2 separate regions of the Rattus norvegicus genome follow, and region 2 is linked to region 1. A link is a contact called in public Hi-C data. All regions are on one chromosome and are shown on one strand. The core of a region is the stretch at or near the end of the contact, and the rest is flanking DNA. Distances in the headings are between cores, read along the strand shown. Region 1 has its middle 76 kb from the start of Ncor2. Region 2 has its middle 36 kb from the start of Ncor2.

The links. Hi-C and Micro-C count contacts between places; a contact is called where the count stands out from the background.
Region 2: a contact with region 1 is called in a Hi-C map of frontal cortex, with 2.3 times the contacts expected there. The contact joins two enhancer-like sites. A contact is called at or near these places in 4 of 12 Hi-C or Micro-C datasets (the Rat2 cell line, frontal cortex, kidney and 1 more).

Annotation. Positions count from the first base shown.
Region 1 is chr12:37,050,779-37,053,777 of GRCr8, forward strand. No RefSeq gene overlaps it. Among named protein-coding and RNA genes, the nearest start is that of Ncor2, 76 kb to the right of the region's middle. Within about 2 kb of position 1,578, at least 33 of the 93 cell types and tissues checked have an H3K27ac peak or open chromatin away from gene starts, as enhancers often do.
Region 2 is chr12:37,090,287-37,093,285 of GRCr8, forward strand. No RefSeq gene overlaps it. Among named protein-coding and RNA genes, the nearest start is that of Ncor2, 36 kb to the right of the region's middle. Within about 2 kb of position 1,470, at least 67 of the 93 cell types and tissues checked have an H3K27ac peak or open chromatin away from gene starts, as enhancers often do.

The sequences.
Region 1 (2,999 bases), core at 328-2,827:
TGGGGACCTGTGGTCTAGCTGGCTCAGTGGTTCTCTGTGGTTGTGTTCCCTTCTAGTTATGACTAGAGCTGTTTGTGTGGTGATTCACAACAGTGAGAGAAGCCATACACACTGCTGCCACCACAGACAGTCTCTCACTCTGGTAGTCTCTTCCATGACGGGTGTGAGCCGAAAACAAAACTCCCCCTCTTGCTATGCTGTACGGGTGCGTGCATGTGTGCGTGCTCTCGATGGACAGGGCAGTGACCATCGTAAGGACCCGTCAAGGCAGAGAAGACAGCTCCTCGGGCGACACATCATTGTGAGGTAGGCGGTTCAGACCCTCAGGACCCAGGTTAAAGCCTGACCCAAGTGCAGGCAGCTCACCTGGAGAATTTCGACAGACAGAGGTAGAGCTGGGGGTTCCTCAGAGCAAGCAGCTAGACGAGCTGGGATCCGTGAGCTCTGGGTTCGAGTGGGAGATGCTGCATCAAGATATTCAGTAGAGGGGGTTGGGGATTTAGCTCAGCGGTAGAGCGCTTGCCTAGGAAGCACAAGGCCCTGGGTTCGGTCCCCAGCTCCGAAAAAAAGAAAAGAAAAAAAAAAGATATTCAGTAGAGAGCTACGGAGGAAGACGCCACTGTCAGCCTCTGGATATCACATACTCACACACATGCGTGCCATACACCCAGGCACTTATCCCGCGCCCCACACATACATACACACATGCAAGGGATGTGAACCTGACTAAATCTTATATTGTCTCTGCGCGCGCACACACACACACACACCCATCCCTCACCCCATTCTTGCTTTGTACCTCAGGCTAGCCTCAAACCTACCACCTTCCTGCCTTCACTGCCCAAGGGCTGGGATTATAGGCACGAACCCCCACACCCAGCTTAATATTCATTTGTAACATGGGGCACCACCACTAATGCACTCCCCCAGAAAATCAGAAGGGAGTGGCTCACCTCGGTACCTTTAGCAATTGTTATCCTCGCCCCCTGTGGGATGAAGGAGGAGGCCCAGAGAGGCCAGGTACCTTGCTCAAGGACACACAGCAATGACATCTCCCCACGTCCTCAAGAAAACCTTCACTCGCTGAGAGTGGTGGCACACGCCTTTAAGCCCAGGATTCAGGAAGCACAGGTAGGAGACGGAACTCGGAGTTTGAGACCAGCCTGGTGGGCAGAGCGAGTTCCAAGTCAGTCAGGGCTACATGTTTCAAACTAAAACAGAAACGACCTTCATCTCTCTCCTTTTACTCTAGATAAATCTCATGTCTATTCTGGGAAGCAAATAAACACAAGCACAAACACACATACGAGCACACACACACACACACACACTCACACACACACACACAAGCACATGAGCACAAGCCAGTGCACGAGCCCTCAGCGCACCTCCGTGCTTGCACACAGGATGGTAATTTGGGGCAGGAGGGGCCCGGGGGCCTCTCTTATTCCCTCTTAGGGACTGAGATCACTGTGGCTTCCTGTCCCGTGTCATAATTCATGGCGTGTCTAAGGTGCCCGCCACAGCGTGAGCTCATCCAAATCCCGTCTTTTGTCTGAGCCGCTCCGGGAGACACATCTGAGGCGGGGGATCACAGTGGCTGATTTATGACGCCAGCCTCCCCACAGCGTAAGGCAGAGGCCGAGCTGCGGAGCTCAGAGAAAGATCTGGTTGGCTTGCTTAATCCCCAGAGGAGACGGAGCCCGAGGCGAGCTGAGATGAGCAAAGGTTCTGGATTCTCCAGGCAGACAGCGCATCCTGTTTCCTGCAGCGGGGGTCCCAGGAGGGAAGTGAACGCCGTGGGGTGGCAGATGGCTCATGGCATCTTGAACTTGCCGCTGCTGGAGATGGGCCTCAGGCCCCTTCTTGCGTCTCTGATCTCTGCCAAGCAGAACCATCTGTCTGTGCTGGACCAAGGACTCAGGGTCACCCCTGGCTGCTTCTTTCCCCAGCCTGTTCTGTAACCAATTCATTAGCCAGGACCACAGTTCCTGGTTCCAGCCACCTTTGTTGAGGGGACCCAGGCACGAATGCAGCCCTCTGGGTTTCCAGTGGCCACACCTCCCCCACCAGCTCCATCTCTCAAGCTACAGTCTGTTAAATCTGTTACAGCCTAAAGCGTTTACTTCTCTGCTCTAAAAGCTCCCGTGACTCCACTCCCTCAGAGCAAAGACCCTGGGTGCCCTCCCTTCACACGAGGGCCCCCCTCCCTTCAAACCAGTGACCCCACCTCTCTCACATTGGTGACTCCACCCTTCACCCCTTTTGCCTTTCACATCTGCCCTCCTGATGGCTCCATGGTTTTTGGAGGCAGCCCTGCCCCCGGCTCTCTGCCTAGGCTGCTCCACACCCCGAGTGGCTCTGGGCCGGCGATCACCTCTTTGCAAGCGCAGGCAGAATCGGATCTTCTTGCTTGGGTCTTTCTGCTGCTTGCAGCTGGGTGTCCCTCTGTGTCCCCACCCCCCACTCTGCACTTTTTTCAGGCTTGTTCAGGATTGGGACCTGTCACCAGCTCAGAACTGACATGGCGGGGTCTCGCTGACTGGCTACCAAATGTGCACATTTACACCCACAGTTTGCCTGGCACCAGGGAGACTCAGGTCCCCGCAGAAAGCAGCTGCAAGTGTCAGTTGAGCACTGGGTTTGGGAGGGTGGCTGGCCCCTGGTGTGGCCTCTTGTATGGCCAAGACTGGGATCCAGGAAGTGAAACAGGAACGAAATGTGCGTCCCAGCTGGCTCTAAATCTGTTCCACAGCCAGGGCCAGGCCCTGTGTGATATTTGGTCTGTTTTGGAACCTCTCTGAGCCTCAGATCGAACACAACTGTCACATTTTGCTCTCAGGATGAGGCCAGCTGGGAGCATATCCTATTCTCATGTCTCCTCTGGGAGGGAGAGAAGACCCCTGTCTGTCTTCCGTTCCAATGTGATACCTCTGTGCCCATCGCCAGTAGCTGCTGTAACCGAGTTGAGGCTCAGCCTTAGTTCCCTGGCCTTCATG
Region 2 (2,999 bases), core at 220-2,719, 39 kb after region 1:
AATAAACAAAATAAATTCTAAGCCGTTCCTACCCCAGGACCCTTGCTCTCACTGTATGAGGACTCCTGCCTGCTGGACCCCTAAATCTCTCTCTCTCTCTCCCCCTCCCTTCCTTCCCCCTTCCCCCTCCCTTCCCCCTCCCTTCCTTCCCCCTCCCCATTCCCTCCCCTCCCCCCTTCTTTCTCACTCTCCCTCCCCTTCCCATCCTCTCTTCCCCTCCCCATTTCTCTCTCTTCCCCTTCTCCAAGGTCCTACAATAGAGCCCAGGCTGGCTTGAAACTCACTTTGGATAAACCAGATTGGGCTCAAACTCAGAGGGTGCGGGGATTAAAGGTAGCCTTGGGGTAGCCACACCCTCTCAGAAGCCACTGCCTTTCCCTCATCAATATCTGGAATCATCCTCGATAAAGGGTTAAGATCTGGGGTTGGGGATTTAGCTCAGTGGTAGAGCGCTAGCCTAGGAAGCGCAAGGCCCTGGGTTCGGTCCCCAGCTCTGGAAAAAAAGAACCCAAAAAAAAAAAAAAAAAAAAGGCTTAAGATCTGTGAGGGGATAGTCCTGAAAATTACCACGGAGAGCCGAGTGAGGTGACTGCCCTAGCAACTCCATTTGGGAAGAGTTCAATTCAAGGACCTTGCTGCAGAAGTTGCAATCCCCGAGGGCTCCGTGGAGGAGAAGCCATGATCCTCCCAGTTTCATCTCTTTAGGGCCTCAACGGATGTCTTCATTCCCAAGCTCTTCTGAGAGCTCCAGTCCCCCTTCTCCAAGCCCAAGCTCACGGTCTCCGCCCAGTATGGACTGGAACAATCTCTTCAAGAATGCCCACAGTCAAGGTCAGGGCCCCTAGCCTGGGGAATTAGAGACTGGGCCAAGCCATCTGTCTGAGAACAATTAGCAAAAAGTGAGCCAGCTCATCGGGCTCAGGTCACAGGGGGATGGAGCTGCGGGGGTGAGAAATCCCAGAAGGTTCCCAGCTGAATAAGCCTTCCTGTGTGTGGGCCAAGAAAAACCTGCCGAGTGGGAGCAGGATCCCGGAGCAGGAGGAAGCTTGCCCAGAGGCTCCACCAGGCAAGCTTGGCAAAGACGTGGTGGGGGTTGAAGGGGCGGGGGGAGCTCTGACGCAGGCGGGCGGGCGGGCGAGCCTCACAAAGCGGTCTCAGCTGCTGAATCGTGGGACCATCTGGCAAGGGCTGGAGGCAGAGCAGCGTGTTTGCGCGGTGTTGGGCTTCCTTTCTACAAACACGCCACACACTGTGAGGGGGTGGCTGGCGACCACCTGGGTGAGGGGAGTTGGTGGGCGAGGGCCCTTCCCAAGCTGGGGAGGAAAGAGGCCCCTGGGGTGGGGACCCCTTTGAACCAGACGTCTTCCCCCTCTAGGCTTTGCTGTGAGCCTCCTGCTCACCCTGCTTGTCGCCCCTGTGCTTCGGAGCCCTCTTTCCCCTAGTAGCTTTCGGGCCAACCTTGACTATTTATCCACAGAAGGTTCAGCTCCCTGACTCATAGTCACAGATGTGCTTTGTCGCTTGGTAGCCCAGCCTGACCCACCACGGTTGTCTTTGTGTTCATTTGAATAAGTTGCGTGTATTTAAAAAAAAAAAGTTTTTACTGCTAGAGCTGTGTACTTGGCGTCTTTTGGAAAAGGAAAGATCCAGAAGGTCCGGGCAGCAGCCCAGCAGGCCAAGGCCAAGGTCAGCTGGAGTTGGGCGGAAGTGGCTGCCCCTGCCGCCAGGTGATGGCTTTGTGCCCGTTTTCTGCTCATTTCTTTTTTCTATTTTTTTCTATTTTTCGGAGCTGGGGACCGAACCCAGGGCCTTGCGTTTGCTAGGCAAGCGCTCTACCACTGAGCTAAATCCCCAACCCTGCTCATTTCGTCACTGGTTCAACACCCAAGGGAGATCTACCCACGACCCCACTGGCTCCAGTCAGCCTGAGGTATTCGAGGTATTCAAGGGACTCCCGATGCATAATTGGGACAGTCCCAGGCCTGCATGGGTAGACCTGTCCCGTAGTTTCTCAAGGCATCCAAAGCGACCCTGTTTGAGATAGTAAGGGTAAAAGGGGTTCATATCAGACTCCCAGCGTCTCACGAGTGGGGTGGCCGGTGACAAACAGGTAGGAACAGGTGTGGCTGGATTGAGCTGCATGGTGAGATCATTGCTTATTCCAGGAAGAGACAACTTCACCCTCGGAGGGGGAGGCAGCACGGTCTAAGGCCCGAGTGCAGCCAGGAAGGAACATCCCACACCCTGTGGACGGAGGTGACAGAGTAACCCATGACCAAGGACAATGATGTCCTGCAGCCTTCCATTCGGGATAGCAGGTCTCAGGTATCAACTGGACGTGAAAGCTCAAGCCAAGACCCTCTGTGGACAAGCAAAAGCCACAGCGCCCGATACCATTCCCCGTCAGAGAGCCAGGGTGAAGACTGGTGAAGAGGCCAGCCAGGGAGGTCTGTGTTCATGTGAAGCTGGTAGAAGCCAGAAGAGGGCCTCACATTCCCAGGAACTGGAGTTACAGATGCTTGTGAGCCATCATGTGGGTGCTGAGAACTGAATCCAGGTATCGAGTTCCTCTGGGAGAGCAGCAAGTGCTTTGAACCTGTGAGGTATCTCCCTGGCTTTGAACCTGTGAGGTATCTCCCTGGCTTTGAACCTGTGAGGCATCTCCCTGGCTTTGAACCTGTGAGGTATCTCCCTGGCTTTGAACCTGTGAGGCATCTTCTTGGCCCACGGGCAGGTATTCTGAAGTGTCTAAGCATGGTATGATAGCAGGTCAGCCGTCAGCCCATCACGTGGGAGACTGAAACTGGAGGACTAGAAGTTCAAGGCCGACCTGGCCTACATAGCAAGACCTGGCCTTGAAACAACTCTGTGACCAGAACAAAGTTCTGCTCAGATTTGCCATCCCCCCAAGTACAGTGGACACCTCACCCTGTCCATATCTGTTACTGCCGAGGGCTGGGGAAGCCACACAGGGCTCCAAACGGTCTGGTGTTTGTCTT